5 separate regions of the Zea mays genome follow, and regions 1, 2, 3 and 4 are each linked to region 5. A link is a contact called in public Hi-C data. All regions are on one chromosome and are shown on one strand. The core of a region is the stretch at or near the end of the contact, and the rest is flanking DNA. Distances in the headings are between cores, read along the strand shown.

Evidence for each region. Hi-C and Micro-C count contacts between places; a contact is called where the count stands out from the background.
Region 1: a contact with region 5 is called in a Hi-C map of endosperm, with 3 times the contacts expected there. The contact joins the promoter of LOC100284326 here to the promoter of LOC100193923 in region 5. A contact is called at or near these places in 3 of 25 Hi-C or Micro-C datasets (ear, endosperm and tassel).
Region 2: a Hi-C map of tassel shows a contact between it and region 5, with 2.5 times the contacts expected there. The contact joins the promoter of LOC100276346 here to the promoter of LOC100193923 in region 5. A contact is called at or near these places in 3 of 25 Hi-C or Micro-C datasets (bundle sheath, endosperm and tassel).
Region 3: a contact with region 5 is called in a Hi-C map of bundle sheath, with 2.2 times the contacts expected there. The contact joins the promoter of LOC100282997 here to the promoter of LOC100193923 in region 5. A contact is called at or near these places in 2 of 25 Hi-C or Micro-C datasets (bundle sheath and endosperm).
Region 4: a Hi-C map of ear shows a contact between it and region 5, with 2.5 times the contacts expected there. The contact joins the promoter of LOC100383428 here to the promoter of LOC100193923 in region 5. A contact is called at or near these places in 9 of 25 Hi-C or Micro-C datasets (bundle sheath, ear, endosperm and 3 more) and 1 of 3 datasets of contacts at active chromatin or transcription factors (leaf).

What each region holds. Positions count from the first base shown.
Region 1 is chr2:61,793,963-61,797,946 of Zm-B73-REFERENCE-NAM-5.0, forward strand. It overlaps LOC100284326, which reads left to right and starts at 2,281. Exons shown (of 6, transcript NM_001367185.1): 1 at 2,281-2,751; 2 at 3,225-3,340. The coding sequence starts at 2,422.
Region 2 is chr2:61,645,886-61,649,551 of Zm-B73-REFERENCE-NAM-5.0, forward strand. It overlaps LOC100276346, which reads left to right and starts at 1,497. Exons shown (of 11, transcript NR_175984.1): 1 at 1,497-1,860; 2 at 1,948-2,017; 3 at 2,114-2,238; 4 at 2,677-2,785; 5 at 2,856-2,919; 6 at 3,025-3,080.
Region 3 is chr2:62,466,656-62,470,350 of Zm-B73-REFERENCE-NAM-5.0, forward strand. It overlaps LOC100282997 (desiccation-related protein PCC13-62), which reads left to right and starts at 1,418. Exons shown (of 3, transcript NM_001155901.2): 1 at 1,418-2,015; 2 at 2,106-2,331; 3 at 2,477-3,041. The coding sequence starts at 1,645. The coding sequence ends at 2,848.
Region 4 is chr2:61,842,139-61,845,905 of Zm-B73-REFERENCE-NAM-5.0, forward strand. It overlaps LOC100383428 (Chaperone protein ClpD chloroplastic), which reads right to left and starts at 1,290. Exons shown (of 12, transcript NM_001176079.1): 1 at 690-1,290; 2 at 106-275; 3 at 1-12. The coding sequence starts at 1,267.
Region 5 is chr2:62,109,578-62,113,372 of Zm-B73-REFERENCE-NAM-5.0, forward strand. It overlaps LOC100193923, which reads left to right and starts at 2,089. Exons shown (of 12, transcript NM_001138995.1): 1 at 2,089-2,276; 2 at 3,768-3,795. The coding sequence starts at 2,235.

The DNA of each region.
Region 1 (3,984 bases), core at 1,031-3,530, 320 kb before region 5:
ATGTAAAAAACCAAACCAGTGGACAGGGAACAACGATTTTGACGAGGAGGCGAGGCGCTTGCCTCGAAGGCATCAAGCTCGGCGAGCGCGGCGTGGGATGGGGCATAGAGCTTGCCAGAGATGACGTGACCGAAGGAGGCGGAGGCGGAAGTGGGGAGGAGGAACGGTACTAAGTAGGGGCCGATGATGAGGGAGGCTGGCCCGGCCGTGGATGCGGCTCCCACGAATGGGATGGTGGAGGCCACGAGGAGCAAGTGGTTAGGGTGCGGATGGGGAGGCGGGTCCGCCATGCTTGGCATGCGGCTAGCTGTGCGAGGAGGGGGCCGAGTGGGATGAGAACGCAGGAGGGAGGCGGAATCCACGGCGCCCGAGAGCAGCGGGTCGAGGATGCGGCCACCATCCATGGCGGCGTTTGTGGGGGCGGGTGGCAGAATCCGCGAATGCGGCCGACATCCATGGCGGCGTTTGCGGGGGCGGGTGGCAGAATCCGCGGCGCCTGAGAGCGAGGGTTGGGGCGGCTGCGCGCATGGCCGGGTGCCCGTGGCGGCGGGTGCGGCTGCGGGAGCGGGAGCGAGGCAATCAGACGGTTTGGGATGGAGGCGGGGTTGGCAATCGGACGATCGAGATGGAGGCGGGGGCATGGTTGTGCCTAGTCTACACTATTGCCTTAAGGATTAGTAGAGAGTAGAGATTATTGGATATTCAATTTATAAAAGACTTTTATTTAATATTTAAAAGTTTATAAGATGAGAAGTATAAAATATAACCATAAACATTAACCGTTACTTGTGTCTTCTAAGAAATCACCATATCGAATGTATATTGTCCTCAAAACCCTACCCTGTCGTGCAAGCATGGCGAGGTTAAGGCCCTGTTTGGAATTGTAGTATTTTTGCAGTTTTGAAATAATACTATGGTATTTGATGATACTATAGTATTGGAGCTCAAAAGGTGTTTGGTTTGTACAGTCAAAACTCAGTTTTAAATACCATGGTTTACCCAAAACTGTAGTATTTTTGGAGTTTTCGAAACTCCACTCAAGACCTCAGTTTTCTTCTCTTCTCTCTACATATACTTTGTTTTTCCAATAAAACCAAACAGATCTCGGTTTTGAGCAATACTGCAGTTTTACTGTGGTAAAGCAATACCGTAGTATTTATGTCATGTACAATTGTAAACTATGGTATCTCAAAACTACAGTATTTTAAAACAGCATTTCCAAACAGGCCCTAAAAAGCTCAACGCCTCTAAAATCTAAATTGTCTATGCATTTTGATTGAGTCATTTATCACCGAGATACCCTGTAAGGTTTGCGCTTGCCACCAGAAATCATATATAAGATGATAACGAGCTCTAAATTTTACACTATAAAATTTAAGGATCGGATCGAATTAGGATAAACTTTATTTATATTCAATTTAACTAAAATTAATCAAGGGCTTAAATAATTTGTGAAAAAATTTGGATCATGGTTCATTACCACCTCTAGTCATATACTCTATCCTAAAATCTCTTAGGCTGCCTCCAACAAAAAGAAGCTAGGCATTCGATCTTTTGGCTGTTACTAATGATTTAGGTGGTCATCCAAATTGTGAGTGTATTCAACAGAGAAACCATTTTATCTTCTATATTTATACTAAATAGTACTGGTATTGGATTGGTGAATGGTGAGACTATTCTGTCATTGAAACAGGTATAAAATAGTTGCCCTCCTTGCTAGCATACAATTTAGGTTTTCTCTTTTATCTTATTCAAAATGGTTGCTCCTTTTGCCTTCCCTGGTGGACACGCTACACTACCTATGCGGCAACTATTTTGCTTTGGATGCCCATCTAGCTGACCTGTTGAAGTAAGCCTTATCAAAGAGTTAGAATTTTTAAAATTTAACTAAATATATACACAAAAGTACTAATATTTATCATATGAAGTAAGCATTGTCATATGATTATAAAGATCATGAAATTATTTTTATAATAAACTTATTTAGAGATATAAATATTGATATTATTTTTATATTAGCAGTTAAATTTAATAAAATCTATTTTTTGGGAAACGTAGTGTGCATTTATTTTGAAAGGATACAACATTGCTGATAGTTCGTCTCCCGATCCCGAATGCCGAATATGAGCATTTTCCTTTGATCGTGAAGGGATGTTCTTTAGTTCCCCGTCTGAACACGGGCCCGACGAATCGCTGGCCCAAACAAACCGGCCCATGTGATCCACACTCGCGATTTTGTGGGGTGGTTTGGTGGAACGGGAAAAAGGTCGAGTGCTGGTCAATTCAGGCGAGGCCGACGGGCTCGCAGCGCCCGCGGGGCATCCAAGAGCAGGAGGGGATAAAGCAGCCCTGCAGCAGCTCCCTCCTTCACAAGCGACGCGAAGCACCGAGGAGAGGCGGCGAGAGTTCTTGGTCGGCTAGATGGAAAAGGCGGGCCAGAAGCGGCGGCCGCTGACGGTGATGGCATCCTCATCGTCGCAGGTGGCAGCAGCGCGGGGCATGGGCATGACCAACCCACTGGCGGAGTGGACCGACCGCGTCAGGTCGCTGGAGGCCGGCGTGCGGGCGTGGCTAGCGAAGCAGCCCACCCACGTCGAGGCCGCCGTGGTCACGGCGGTCGGCGCCGTGCAGGGCGCCGCGCTCGGCGGGCTCATGGGCACGCTTGCGCCCGACGGCGGGGCCGCGCTTCCTGTGCCGCCGCCGCCGCCGGGGACCGACCCAAAGGTCTTGGCCTCCTTCAAGCAAGCGCAGGTACTGGCCTGAGGTCTCTATGCGCAACCGTTTTGCAGACTGAACTACCGAAACGCATCGTTTTAATTAATGTTATTATGAATTTCTTTAGAATCTTAAGAAATTGTTAACTGTTTTTTTCGTAATGGGGCACTGATAATCTCTGATATGAAATACGAACTGGCTTTATGGCATCTTTTTGTCGAGATGATATATTTTTAGTTTGCCCCGGAAGCAAGCAAACTCTATGTCTTTATTCAAAAACAAAAGCAAAATAGCTTCTTTTTTTTCTATGCATGTGATAACATTTTTCTTTAAGGACGAAAAGCGAATGCTCTTCTTTCGATATGAGTAAAAGTATCCCAGAGGGTCCCTTTGCACAGATTGGCCATTGCTTCTAAAGTCTAAACGCAATTGTCATACATCCAGGACAGACGAAAGGAAAATATCGTCCACTTCAAGCATTTTATTTAATGTTTAAATTTGAATTATAGGCTTTAGCGGGTGGACCCCTGGTGCAAGCACGAAACTTTGCGGTCATGACTGGTGCGAATGCTGGCATATCTTGTGTCATGAGAAGGATAAGAGGAGTGGAGGATGTCCAGGGCAGGTAAGCGTTTCTGGGTTCTGTTTAATTTACTCTTCTGTTATTATTTGCAAGTTTCCTTTATAAAAAAGAACAGTTGCAGGTCCCATGAGAGCTTTGATGTATGTTGTACATTGCACACCTTACTTCTATAGATGTTTAATATTCTCCCTGCCTGCCTCCAGTAGTCAATGACAACTAGCTTAACAATTAACCTTACTTATCTGTACTTTACAAGTTTTCTTTGTCCTGAGCTATGATGCAGCGCTAAGCATAGCAGGTCCCAAACCCTAGTAAAGGAAGAGGTTGTGATAGCTTTCAAACCAACGCTATACCTTGTCATCTTAATGGAGACGAAACCTGAAAGAAATCCGTTGGAGCGCAACTCTCCTAACGACGCGCCATATTGGAACCTGGATATGGTCTTAAATAAGAAAGGGTTGTGTCGCAACTTCCTTGGTGACGTGTCGTGTCATAATCTAAGCACTATGTCAAGTGAGCTGGGCACTATGTTAATTAGACGAGCCGGACTATGAAGTTATGTGAGAGAGTTAAAGCATTGTCTAGGAGAAATAATGGGAATCTCTATAAACCAATTTTGTTTTTATGTTCGGAAGGTCAACCATATAAGCTATTTTCTTAATAAGACAAGTGATTATATGGAACAA
Region 2 (3,666 bases), core at 247-2,746, 460 kb before region 5:
TACCTCAACAGCTACAAGGTTCAAGGCAACAAAATGAAATTAAATGTACATCTAACTATCCAGACGATTACAAGAATTAAAGGGCTAAAATTAAACAAACCTTTTCAAGCCAGAGCACCAGACACGACAGAACGGAGCCGAGGTCCGAGGAGCAGCCGAGCAGAGCGACCAACGAGCAAGGACCAGCCGAGCACTAGAGAAAGTCGGACAACCGGACAGGTTAGAAGGAGGGCGAGAATGGGAGGAAAATGAAAACAGAACAAAATTATAGATGTCCAAGCAGCCAGCAGGGGCACTAGTGAGGCAGTGAGCCAGTGACCATACAAGGCGCGGAGCTGCGGACCGCCGGACCGGAGACAGTGACGAATCAGGAAGGGAAACACGCACCCGCACCGCACGGAGCACCAACCGACCAGCTGTCAAGCTACAACTCGATCCGAGGAGGCGAGGAGCAGGGGCACTAGTGAGGCAGTGAGCCAGTGACCATACAAGGCGCGGAGCCGCGGACCGCCGGACTGGAGACAGTGAAGAATCAGGAAGGGAAACACGCACCCGCACCGCACGGAGCACCAACCGACCAGCTGTCAAGCTACAACTCGATCCGAGGAGGCGAGGAGCAGGGGCACTAGTGAGGCAGTGAGCCAGTGACCATACAAGGCGCGGAGCCGCGGACCACCGGACCGGAGACAGTGAAGAATCAGGAAGGGAAACACGCACCTGCACCGCACGGAGCACCAACCGACCAGCTGTCAAGCTACAACTCGATCCGAGGAGGCGAGGAGCACCAGCCGACCAGCGAGGAGCACCAACGATGAACGAGCATCACCAATCACCAGATCCGAATGGGATTAGGGTGAGGGTTAGGAATAGGGAGACAGAGGGAGGGAGGATAGGGAGTCAGGGAGCACCAGAGACGTCGGAGGTGGTGAGCCGTCGGCCGTCGACGGTGGGAGGAGGCACCGAGGCAGGCACCGAGGCGACGTCGCGACGCGGAGGCAGAGCCGAGAGGAAGAAAATCGCCAAGCACAGCCGTACGAAGACGAAGTCGGGACAGGGGCGGTAGAACTGGGGCTGGCTGGCTGCCTGGGCAGGGTCGCGGGGATTTGGATTAAGTTTGTGAGATGGGGCGCGGGCTGAGAACGAGCCGATCCATTATCCGTACCGAGCCGTGCCAAAGCACGTGGGCCGCATATGGCGTCCAAGCCCAGCACGCGGATCGGACCGTGCTAGTCCGGACACGATCTTAACCGGGCCGTGACCGGGCTAAAAACTTGCCGGACTTCGGGCTAAACAGGCAGCCGCGCTGTTTGGACATGTATAGTTGGAGTGGGTGTGGTGTGCGCGATGCGCTGCGGGATGGTGTGCAGAGAAAGGCAAACGGGAACGGATCGGACGATCCGCACGCCGCATCGGTTGCATCGTGCGGCTCCCGTTTCGCGGCAGTCGTTACGAGGCGGAGTCGCCGCACGCCCTCCGCTTTCCGAGTGACAGCCGCACTCGGCCCTCGTAGCTGGTGGTTGAAGCGGGAGACGCAACGAGAAAAAATCCGTACGGTTAAAGTTGTGGCAGGAGGAGTGGGGGCGCGGGAGAGATGATAAGGATGGCGGCAGCGTCTCAGCCGCCATCGTCAGCCTTGCGGATGCACGGGTGCGGCGGCGCGGCTTCTGCGTCGTCCGCGCCCGTGCGCCTCTTCACGGAGTCGCGGGGTAGAGTCGTGGCGTCGATTGGGAGGGGCAGGAGGCGGAGGCGCGCCATCTCGTGCTGCTCGTCTCCAGACGCAGATGGCCCTCGCCCCGCCGCGCCACCGACCTCCGCAGCGCCTTCCGACGGGTCGATACAGCTCTATTCCCAGATCGAGAGGTAGGCAGTGGATCATTCTGTGGTTTTATCTGTTCTTCTCGAACCTTGGCGCCGGTCTTATCTCACTGCGGAGGGGACGGCGCGTAGGGTAATCACGGAGGCGGCAAAGCAGTCCCGGGAAGGCTGGGGTTCGACTGGAGATTGGACCGAAGTCGAGGTGCGTTTCGGTGGCTCTAGCCTTCACTACAGTTGCGTTCTGTGTTTATAACTTTATCCGGATTGTATTGATTATTAGTGCTGATTGTTATGCTAGGGATCATGGGTGTTGAGACCGAAGTCCTTGGAGCCATCATTTGTTGTCCACTTTGTTGGAGGAATTTTTGTCGGAGCCGCTCCCCAGATCACATACCGCTTCTTCCTCGAGTGTCTCGCGAACAGGTATGTTTAAAAGCAGTGTCAAACCACCCAAGTTTGTTTCCTATGAGCTATTTTATTATTTTGGATGATTAAGCTTTGTGATCTTCTTGTCATCGAGGAAGAGTAATATCTGAACTTTATGAAAAGTACAGAGAGTTAGCTCAACTTTCGCACCTGGGTTGTACAGTTGTACTTCCATGTGTTTTGAGCTTGTTTTCTCAAACAAAGCATTGCCAAACGAATGTCCTGAAACGATGGAGCATACTGCTAAACTAATATTCTCACTTGTTCATGTGAGCTTTAAGGAGTACTCCTATGTTTGTTCATCTATGAATAAAAAATACAGATAACTCTGTCATTACCTGACTACTGATCTAATCCAATTCCTTCCATTATGACTTATACAGTTGCTTCCCTATTTCCACTGCAAAAATGCTCATTTATCTTTTCGTTTTCTAGGGGAGCTTTGGTGATTGCTACACCTTATGCGAGCGGCTTTGACCATTTCTTCATTGCAGATGAAGTTCAATTTAAGTTTGACAGGTGTTTGAGAAACTTGGATGAGCCTGTAAGTAAAACTATCTGCTTAATAAATCAGGATTCTGTCCATTGTACTAAGTATATGAAATTTTAAACAGGTAAATGATCTCCCAACGTTTGGTGTTGGACATTCATTGGGATCTGTTATCCACATGTTGATTGGTAAGACACATCTATTTCCAATTCCTGTTTATGAAATATTCTCCTTTTGTCCTTTTCTTTTTGCTACAATTATATAATTTGTCTTCCTAATGGTTTGTACTCCAGGATCAAGATATGCTGTGCAGCGAAGTGGAAATGTACTGATGTCCTTTAACAACAAGGTATGTTTTTGCATATCTTGCCATTCATCCTACTCCTACCTATTGGAATATAAGTGAATTGTCCACTTCTCCCCCATCATGTTAAGCTTTTGGGTTGATCTGGTCAGTATATGCAATGCAACTCAATATGGTATCAAGGTCAGATGTCTCTAGCTTGAATCCTGATTAGCGCAATTAAATAAAAATAATTGTTGCTCGAACCTATTCCACGTTGAGGTCTGAGGGGGTCTCCACGTGAGGGAGATTGTTAGAATATAAGTAAATTCTCGGTTTCCCCATCAACTTAAGCTTTAGGGTTGAACTGGTCAGTGCATGCAACTCAACTTAAGCTTTAGGGTTGAACTCGGTTTCCCCATCCAGGTGTGGCTATGGTTACTATTTCTTTAGCTACATGCCTGCATGTATCATTACAAATTTGACTCAGTTTTAGTCCTCTGTCCAAATGTACATAAACTTGGAGTTGGTCCGTGAAACATATATTTGAGCATAGGATATCTAGTACTATAACTAAATTATCTAAAATAACTGGTTGCATGTGATACTTCAGAACTGCATATTCCAGATGTTTTTGCTTCACTAGCTGAGA
Region 3 (3,695 bases), core at 168-2,667, 360 kb after region 5:
CCTTGCGCTCTCGTGTTTCTGCGCGGGGAAACCCCTGGGCCCACCTGACAGAGGGCGCATCGGACAGTCCGGTACACACCGGACAGTCCGGTGCCCCAAGGCCAGAAACCCTAACTTCTATTTTCTTCTGTTTTTCAAATAGGTTTTCGTTCTAACTTGTGAGTATGTTCTAGAGTGTCACCTTGCACTATATGGGAGTGTGAATATGCACCAACACTACACTAGAACTCTCTTGGTCAAACTACTCATCGACAACCCCTCTTTATAGTACGGCTAAAACAAAATAAAAGACCTAACTATATCACGAGTGTCCGCAACTCCTTGACACTCGGAATACGAAGACCTTCACTTTGTGTTTCGTCGATTTAGTCGTCGCTTCGAGTTCTTATCTCCGAGATTGTTTTCACCGTTGTAGTACATCTACCTGTAATGCGACCTAACTTACTATTTGACTGCAAAACACACATTAGTCACATATAACATTACGTTGTCATTAATCACTAAAGCCAACTAGGGGCCTAGATGCTTTCAAGTACTACATCGCTAGCTAAAGGAGAATAAGCGGTCGCGCTAACTATAAAAAGAGGTAGGTTTTCTATTCAACTCATATCTATCTCGACCTTTTGGATAAGATAAAATGTAATAGCTGCAATTTAATATCTGGTATGTGGGCCATACATATCCACTTTATTTTTAAATTTATTTTTTTGGGAGGATCCACTCTAATTTTAATTTTTTTTGTGGAGATGGTTCACTTTAATTTAATTTTATTTTTATGGAGATGGTCAATCACACCGACTGGCCACTGGACCATCACGTGTCATACAACTATTGCACCACTGTACCATCAAATATGATCGGTGTGCCGTCGTAACACACAGATATTCTAGTATTACTTAAGCATAAATGGAAATCGTAGCAACGTACGAGCACTTTGGTAGTTAATGTTTAGTAGTGTCCAAGAAATTGCAACAAGATGGCAAATTACCTAGCAAAACATGGGATGAGCGTGGTTAGCTTAGAATCCGTTGTTTTCATGAGCGAAATTCGTATCTTTGTTATCAGTCTAGTCTCTGGAGATATGTTTTGAAGGATATATGTTTTCTTGCAAGTACGAATAGATCATACTTTTGTTTCTCCACACTCTTCCTACCCTTCTTTTTGAGCGCACGAGTGCACGACGCATGATTAACTTGCTCCGTTCTCGTCATTTTGCATATATCCACGCATGCTACCGTACCAACAAGAGGAAATCTTTGCTTCCTTCCAATGGACCACCATCTTTATGCCTCGCAATTGTGAACTCGCGAAAAGAAACAAATCTGTCCCATATGCACGACGGCGCCACGACAAACGAGCTAGCGTCGTCGCTGGCTGGCTTCGATATGTACGTACGTACTCCTCCGCGCGCCACGCTCTTGGCGCGCCACGGCTACCCGTCCCGTCATCGGACACCGTCGCGCCGCCAGCCCGCCACCGCGCACGCCCGCATCGCCTATAAATTCTTGCACCGATCCGCACACACACGCACAAGCCAAACGTGCAGCTGAGGAATCGCAACGGCAGTGACGTGTGCGCGTTGCCAAATAAAGCTACTATACTAGTCACCGCTCGATTGCCGTCGCAGCCGCCCGCCGGCCGGAGATGGGTGCGCCGGCGCTGTCGTCCGTCGTCGTGGTGGCCACGGCGGCAGTGGTTTGCCTGTGCGGGGCCTTTGCGCAGGCGCAGGACATGGACAGCGAGTGGGCGCGGCCGGCCTACCGCGGGTTCTTCGGCGCCCCGGCCGGGTCGCTGCTGCCGCAGTCGGACGTGGACCTGCTGGAGTTCCCGCTGAACCTGGAGTACCTGGAGACGGAGTTCTTCTGCTGGTCCGCTCTGGGGTACGGCCTCGACGCCATCGACGCCAACCTCACCGGCGGCGGGCCGCCCTCCATCGGCGGCCAGTCCGCGTCCCTCACCCCGTTCATCCGCGACGTGGCCACCCAGTTCTGTTACCAAGAAGTCGGGCACCTCAGGTAACAACTGAACAGCCGACACAGCAACAGCCTGAGAACGGAATTGCAGATGGTAGTCAATGTTGTGACCGCCCCTGACCGGCCATGCAGGGCGATCAAGCAGACGGTGAGGGGCTTCCCGAGGCCGTTGCTGGACATCAGCGCGGCCAACTTCGGCAAGATCATCGAGCAAGCGCTGAACGCGACGCTGGACCCGCCCTTCGACCCCTACGAGAACAGCCTCAACTTCCTCGTCGCCTCCTACATCATCCCCTACGTCGGCCTCACCGGCTACGTCGGCGCCAACCCCAGGCTCCTCACCCCTCAGGCCAGAAAGGTAATTAAAGTGCATACGTACGCGCGTGCATCGCATGAACATTCTACTCGATCGTTGCCATCCCTCTCCTACCAGTCATGCTGTGTACCTGTGGCTGTGCCTGCCCTGTTGACGTGCTGTTGATATGCACTATCTGTGTGCGCAGCTGCTGGCGGGGCTGCTGGCGGTGGAGTCGGCGCAGGACGCGGTGATCCGTACGCTGCTGTACGAGCGCGGGATGGCGCGTGTGCCGAGCTATGCCGGCGGGGTGGCGGAGATCACGGCACGCATCTCGGACCTCCGGAACTCGCTGGGGAGGAGGGGCGTGAAGGACGAGGGCCTGGTGGTGGCGCCCGAGCTGGGGCCCGAGGGGCTGACCGTGGGGAACATCATCGCCGGCGACCACCTGTCGCTCGCCTACGACCGCACGCCGGAGGAGATCCTCGGCATCGTGTACGGCACCGGTAACTCCGCCCAGCACGGCGGCTTCTTTCCCCAGGGCGCAGACGGCCGCATCGCCAGGGGTCTCCTCGCGTAGCGCATGGGTGAGTTGTGACCGTGCGCTGAGCAGTATGAATCCGTGCACGGCGCAGACTGTAGACTAGCTAGCAGTACTATACTTGTTTGTGAGTTGGTATGGTGTGGCCTTGAGTGCCTTGTGTAAACTGGGTGATATACATGAATGTAGGTGGAAACAAATAAAGTAAATAATGGGTTGCTGCACTATACGCAAAGGTCGGATGTCTTCTATTTCATCTGTAGCCGAGAAATTCCAAAATAGTTCAGGGCTGTTTGGATCCCTTTATTTTTAAGAGGGATTAGAATTTATTTAATAAAATAACATATTTAGCTTTAAATTTGACATTCTACCACTTTCCAAAATTCTAATATAAGCTTATCTCAAATTCATGGGATGGAGATAAGGGTAGTAATGGATCGCGATCCAAATGCTTCTTTACAAAACGGTAGGGCTATAAATAAATTTTAGTTCAAACATGAATAGAAATAGGACCCGATACTAATCTGATCCGATTCTTAAATCTTATAGTGTGAAATTTAGAGCCCATTATCACCCTAGGTGGAGGATGGGAAATGATTTTATGTATTCTGTAACTTACAACATGATCTTCAATCCACTCCTCTATAGTAAAAATGTAGCACATAAATATCTCTGACATCTTGCTAATAATAATATACTGATATATTTTCATAAAACTGAATTAGTTTAATTGATATATGCCAAAATTACAATTATTAGAATAAATTCAATTCCAATGATCCAAACGGGGTGTTAGGGTCTTTCAGGTTCAGCTTTCTGAACCAAAATTCGCTGCAAAAAAACTATAATCTCAACCAAACAGATTGAATAACACCCCGTCCGCACC
Region 4 (3,767 bases), core at 40-2,539, 270 kb before region 5:
GTGCACTCTTCTCTGAAATGACAAATAAAACAAGTCAATTTATACAATCAGCTCTACCACCAAGAATAGTGGAATAAACTCCAATAAAGAAGTTCAACCTCTGACCTTTCTTTTTATTTGAATACTTGACAATTGCAGACTTGCCAGCTCCCGCGGCAGACCTCTCACGTACTTTGAAAGAAGATAACCCCACTGGCTCTCTGCCATCTTTGGCAAGCTCTCCTTGGACACGTTTAAGTGCCTGTTTTGCTAGCTGACTTGGATCTGCTCCTAAGCTACACCGGATGCAGTGGACCAGTAAATCACACTAATAATGAAAAGCAAAACAGGGAGGTTTTATCTACTTTTGTCTACGACAAACACAAGTTTCTTTTGAGAATTTGATCAACTGCATCCAGCCGTTGCTACTGGTTGGTAGCTGTTACATTTCCAGCTGCCATGCTGCTGAATTTGGTATGTTGCTTGTTGTCACCTGATTGCTCTAGTCGCAAGTAACTAAATGCATTTGTTGTCACACTCCAAATGAACCTGATTGCTTACTTATCAAGTTATTAGGCACTGACAAAGGTTGGTGTCTTGTTGCTAATTAGCCATATTATTGTGATTTATATACCACTGACCAAAAACGATGGAAAATAGCAGAGAGTTTCTTAACCGAGTGGAGTATGGAACAGAAGATGACCACCAACCTCTTGAGGATTCTGTTGGTGGTGGGATCGTCCAGGTCGAAGAGGCCGAGAGCAATGTGCTCCGGCGAGATGAAGTTGCAGCCAATGTTCCTGGAGAACTCGACGGCGGCCTCGAAGACCCGCTTGCTTGCAGCCGAGAATGGCACGTCCGTGGCCAGCCCGGTGGCCGCTTGCGCAGGCCCGGCCTTACCCAGGGCGTCGCGGCACGCCTCTCGCGCGCGCTCGACGCGGAGGCCGGAACCGAGGAACCCCACGAGGGTCCGGTCCTCGGCAATGAGGCCCAGCAGCAGGTGGTGCGGCGCAACAGTGTCGTCCCCCATCCCGCGCGCCTCCCGCTGCGAGAACACCACCGCCTTCACCGCCCGCTCCGTGAACCGCTCGAACACCGCCCTGATGACGCCCGGTCCGCGCCGCCGCGGGACCGCGGTGGCCAGCATCACCGCGGAGACGCGCAGCGGGCGCGCCGGCGTCCTCCCTCCCGCCGCCGCGGGGATACGACGGCGGAGGGCTACGTCCGGCGCGGCGGCGAGGATGGACGCCGACGGCGCCGATGAGGACGAGCAGCAGCACGCCTCCATCGCCCGATTGTCCCCTTTTCCCCTCTTCGATCAGTTCGGTGTATGATTGTATGCTTCTTTCAATTATATGCTTCTCCTACCTTCTTCAAGGCGTGGATGTAAAGCGGCACGCAATCGAATATAGAAAAATATATCGGTTAGTTGCGCCGTGCGCCGCTGCTTGGGATCGAGAATCGAGTGGAGTGGGAGAGGGAACTGAGGAAGTGGAAGCGGCAGCGGCACGCAAGGAAGGTGGGGAGGATGGGGGAACCGGTGCGGGGACAGATGATCGGAAACGCGATGCGGTGCGATAGGCGAAGAAAGGGATTTTTCAGAGGAGGGCTTCGATTCCACCGCTCCGACCGCACGCCACCGCGCTGGGCGTTCTTCGCCGGTCGGGCTCGGGTCCGGAGCGCGCGGCGCGCCTGCCAGCGCGGGGCCTATCCGAACGGGTGTCTGCGTGTGTGGACTGAGACGCGTTCCGTGGCTGCGTCGCACAGGCCGGGGGCCGGCCGTGCAATGCGGCGGGATGTTTTTAAACAACCCTTCGCTCCCAAACGTAGTACAAAGGCTACTTTAAAAATACTCTCTCTTTATTTTATTTATTTATCGTGTTTTGTTTAAAAATATAAATATTCGAGAATAAAATATAAAAAATAATAATTTATAGAGTGAACCGTTCCTTTACTATTTTATTACATTGTATGATAGAGGTCCTATATTCATAGAAAGAAACACTACTACAGTAAACCTCTGTACAGGCGGTCCGGTTAGCCTCTACACAGGCGGTTCCAGGAACCGCTTGTGGTGCACCGACTGTGATGTAAAACAACATCACAGGCGGTCAATCGAAAACCGCTTGTGATAGACACATATCACAGGCGGTCCGGTTGAAAAGAACCGCCTGTGATAGAAACACATCACAGGCGGTCCAGTTTAAAAGAACCGTCTGTGACAGACACACATCACATGCGGTTTTAAATATAAGTCCGACTGTATTTCAATATACAGATTTCAGATTCATATTTAGATTCCAGATTCATATACAGAATTAATAACAGATTCAACACACAGATTCAAACACATATTCCATACACAGATTCATAATACACAGATTTCATACACAGATTTATATCTATCAAGTTCCATAACAGGTTCTATACACATATTCATCCATCATACACAGATTTATACACATATCAAGTTGCATAACAACTCAACATCTCAAAGTTCCATAGACAACTAAACATCTAAAGTTTATAACTAAAGATTTAAACACTCTGTGATATCGTGTACAAACTTAGTTCTGGGAATTGTTGCAAATTTCCATTTGTATTGTAGAATAGCCTTTGTTGATGAAGAACTTCACGACGCATAAAGTAAAGCAAGTCTTTTATAACCTTAGCCACCCCGACGGAAACCATATCTCTTTCTAACCATTCAGCATTGATCTTGGATTTAGGAACCTGCAATGAAAGCAAAAAGCAAGCAGTACTAAGAGTAATGTGATGAGCAACAATATAACATAAAAATTACAACATAGACAATGATAGCGAACTTACATCCTCACGATTGACCATGTAATGAAAGGTGACACGACATCATTCGCATACATAATAACCGCACAGGGCAGTACCCGGAGGTTGTTTATCACAATATGGAAATAATGATATTGACAAATTAGGCTTGTCCTCTGGATGTTCGCCGCCAAGACCTTTCCAATAAAAACGGTATGCACTGCATATAAGAATAGCATTGTGAGATTAAGAATACATTTGTTAAGTTGTAATAAGTACAAGTGTGCAATAATAATCATACTTATCTAAAATCTTCAAGAAGTCATTATACGTAGCCTTTTCCATTCTCAGTGAGTCGAAGACCACGACTTTACCATGCTTTGGAAAGATCATGATACAAATGTAGTGGTCACTATATAGACATAAACGAAAACACATGTTAAGATCACGATTGCCATAATTTATAGTTCAAAACCATGTCGAGAACTTACTTAAAGTGGTGCGGAGATATTATTAAGTCCTTGCCATGTTGTACATGATTATACATGGCTCGTCCAATGTATGCCGCCATTACCTTCATTTTCTTTCTCTGATTCTGTTTGACGAATTTCTCAAATTCAGCATCATATAAGTCTTTGTATTCTTCTCCATATCTCCGAGCAACTTCTTTGTAGCGAGCTTGGGATATCATCAACGGGTCAAGAAACCCTGTCTTAAGTTGTTTCTTCTTATCATCCATGTATTGCATCCTACGTGTAAAAATGTTAATCGTTAGACTCTCGTTTATGTGTGCGTGTACAAAACTAACAAATATGAAAGTTTAGAGGTACTTACAAGCAAAAGAGGGTTAAGTAGTTGGTTTCCATCCTTTGTCGGTGGTACAACGACCAGAGATCGTCAAAGAATAAATGCCGCACAGGATCTATATTATCATTGCTCCAAAATGCATCTTCTGGCACAACAAATGTGAAGTCCTCGAGTTTGTATTTGTTGTTAGCCACCAT
Region 5 (3,795 bases), core at 839-3,338:
TAGCCTACTTAATCTCTTACAAATGTTCTTGGAGTATTTGCATCAACCAGCTATAGTCATATAGGCACTGCATTTGGAAACCATATACATAACAAATACTACCTCCGCTTGTTTTTTTTTTGAACCAGCTTCTATCAATTTTGAACTGCACAGCGTCAAAGTAAAAAAAAAAAATCGGAGGGAGTAGTATCCACAAAATAATTTTTTATCTGATCAGATATATTTTTCTCTCTGATCATCAATTTACCTCATCTCTTTATAATGTTAGTTTACCTATAGACAGAGTTTTGTTTATAAAAAACAATTTTTCATCTCTCTTCTTTTATTCTAATGGTACATCACAATTTTGCTTAGGTGACATCCTAATTAACGAACGAACAAAGAAACCATTTTACTTTTCCAGTTCTCTCTCTCTCTCTTATCTTCTCTCTTTCAACTCATCACAAATCTGACATAAAACTCTTGTATCTCTCCTACGATACATGACTTCACTTGCTCTTCCGGTATATTATGCCAACCCGTCCTATTGGCTGACCAGTCTGGAACAGGAGAAGAGCATGAGCGTTTGGTCGTCGTATTGGGCGAGATCTGGCTGGCCTTTTGCGGCGTTCAGAAAACAATTGGAGTACGAATAGAATGTTAGGTAGCTGCAGGGCAAAACAAAGAGGAACGCCGAAAAAGCATATGCGTGATCCTCCTGTGCTTCTGCGCTGCGCGCGTCGCGTCGCGTCGCTTCGGCGAGCGGGCGGTGGTGGCCTCTCCACGTCGGGACAAGCCCATCGCGTGGTGTGCCGAGCGGTGCCTCTTTTGCCATGTGATGGGCCGGGAGCGCTGGCATCTGCAGTACGCGAGCGTGGTGTCCGTCCCTTCCCACGCGCGCGACCCGCTAGGCAGCCAGTCGCGTCTGTTTTGGCCAGCCTTTGGGTAATGGTTGGGGTAGCTAGTTCACAGTTCATGATCGTCGTTGGGGTCGGTGGCTCGGTGCACCGCGTCATCAGGGCCAGTGGAGTGGAGCCTGGAACAAGTCCCGGAACCGCGGCCCGACGCCACGAGCTGGGGTGGTTCCACCCGTCGCACCGCCGGGCGGCGGGTGCGCGTGCGCCTGTTCCTCCACATGTATCGGCACAAAGGGCAGTTGGGCAAAGCCAACACCGTAAACCATAAACCACGGGGTTTTCTTGCTTGGCCCGCGACGGGTTCGGGGAGCCCACACGAGACGCGGGAATCGTTCGGATGCGTGAGCTAAAGGCCAGGGTACCTCGTCGCCATGCGGCGACGGATCAAAAGTTCGAAACGCATCCCTCCCCGTCCCCGTGGTGTGCCCCGTCCGGCAGCTTCATGTGAGCCACACATGTCATGACGCGAGCAGAGCAGGCCCGGTCAACAAGCTTTGAAAGGCTCTGGAGAAAGATATGATCTTGCTGCTTGCTCTTCCTGTCGTGGCGCCGGCCAGATGCCCAGAGACGTGTGGCGCAGAGCTGCTAGGCGTACGATCGCACCCACCGCCACCGGCAACCGACAGAGAGCATCCTCTGCCCTGCAGCGTAGATCGTGTGGCCTCATATGGGTGTCCTAACCAGCCCACTCGTACGATCGACCTCTCGGCCTTCGTCTCCTGAGGCTACTAGCTTGGCAACAACAGTGTCGGTGTCAAGCCAAAACACAGCGCAGCTACAAGGCTCGAGCTCGATGGAGCGACGACGGTCGACGGACTGCGACACGGCGGCAACGGACAAAAGTCTTCTAGGCTCCGACACCATGAAATAAAGAGGACTGCGAAAACGCAGATCAGTCAAGATCCAGTGATAAAGCCTAGATTGAAGTCTCTCGGACGGATGCAAAAGTGGAGCAACCTGGATTTAGATGTTAGTGTCACGTCACCCCTTCTATCCTGTCAGGGAGAACGACTCCTCCCTCCACAACCACGAGATGATCTTGAACCAGTGGCACAGTGTGGCTGTGTGCACGACTCGACGTTCCCAATTTTCCCCAGTCCAGTCCATGCTCCACGGCACAAGTGTCGATGGGCACACATGGACCAAATCTGATTGGATCCCTGGGGGCGCCTCCTGCTACAGCAGATGGTCCCGTCTCCCGATTCATCAGATCCCGACGCCCCCACCGACGCCGTTCACTGTTCCCTCCGTCCAAAAATAAATCCAGCGTAGAAACTTGAAAGATGAATAAAACTGCTCCTACGAAACGTTCGCCTGAAACCCACACAGGTGCTGCGGATGGGGAAGAAGCATAGGTTCTCAAAGCCTGAACGGCGCGCGGTACGGACGGATTGACCCTTATCACTTTTCCCCCCATCTTTTTTCATTTCGTTGACGATTCTACTACTATAGATCCTATTTTACTAATGAGTTTGGAATAAATCCTAAACTGTAAACGTGTCGTCTATTCTAGGCTGGGGGCATCGGTTGCGTCTGCGTGTGCTCGTCCGATCGATCGAAGTGACACCCATGTTGGTATGCAGGCGCATGATACGTCTACTCGACCTGCTGGCCTAGCCGAATGCGTTCTCTTAAAATAACGAGCATCATCTCTGTTTTTATTTCCTTTTTTTTGAGATTGTTTGTTGTTTGAGTGGAGCACGGCATGGCTTGACCAATAGGGCAAGCTTGGTTACTCAATCACCACTACGCGATAGGTGACATGGTACTGGTAGAAGAAGCTAGGCAATTCTGCCCAGGGACACGGTAGCTAGGCTAGGCGGTTAGGTCCCCGTCGCTTTGAAGCTCTTGCTTTGGTGATTCACCTCTCCACCTACTGAGTTCCTCGCCATGTTTGGACAACAGAGAAGTTCGTTTTTTTTCTACCGCGCGCGACATTGATTGCAACGGCCGTGGAGTTGCGTAGACGGCATAGATGAAGTCACCGACTGAAAAAATTGTAGATTTAATTACTGCTCTGCGTCATGACTCATGAATCGGTTCAGTGGATCCTGGCTCAGTACTCATCACTATTCACTAGTGCGTGCTTGCGACGGAACATGCAGCACGTAGTGCTAGGCCACTTGCATCGTCACGCAATGCTACTTGCATCGTTACGCAATGTTCTTGGCGTTGCCACACTTCTATCCGATTGTGTTGTTGCCTATGCCGACGGTATATTGGCATTTCATTTCATTATCCCCCGATTAGAATATTTTCCTTTCGATCGTGAAATGCATTTGGAGCCCGGGCCGGGATCTGATGCCACACCACCATATATGCAGCGTGAAGTTTTCTTTTCGTTTTTTTTTCTCGAATATGTAACGTGAAGTTGTTATCACTTTTCATCGAATAATCGTTTCTGCATTTTTATAACTATGCGTGTTTTTTGATATAAAAATTAGAGGATATTCAGGAACCACCAATTTAACAGTGAAAAATAATATTTGGCAGTGGAACCCGCATATTCTAGTTTCTTTGGTCCCTAGATTTTTACCAAGCGTATCGTTATCGATCCGTGTTATGTACACTGATAACCTACTAGAAGGTAGAATCTATTTTTAATCATAGTACATGCACACACATATATATAAATGCATATTTATCTCCATAAATGCATATAAGGTTATCTCGAGCAGCTTATTTATATCTTTTATTTTAAACTTTACAGTGTAATTTATAGTGCAAATCAATATTTTGCACGACCATATGACCTAATCACTCTACTTATCAAGCAATAATGTTTTGTTGGTTCTCTGTCTCTTTCATTGAAATAAACACTTGATTAAAATTCAGACAGAAGTAAAACAGAAGTTTTTTTTCCTGTTGCAGCTGATGATCATCGTGGATGACGCCGGGT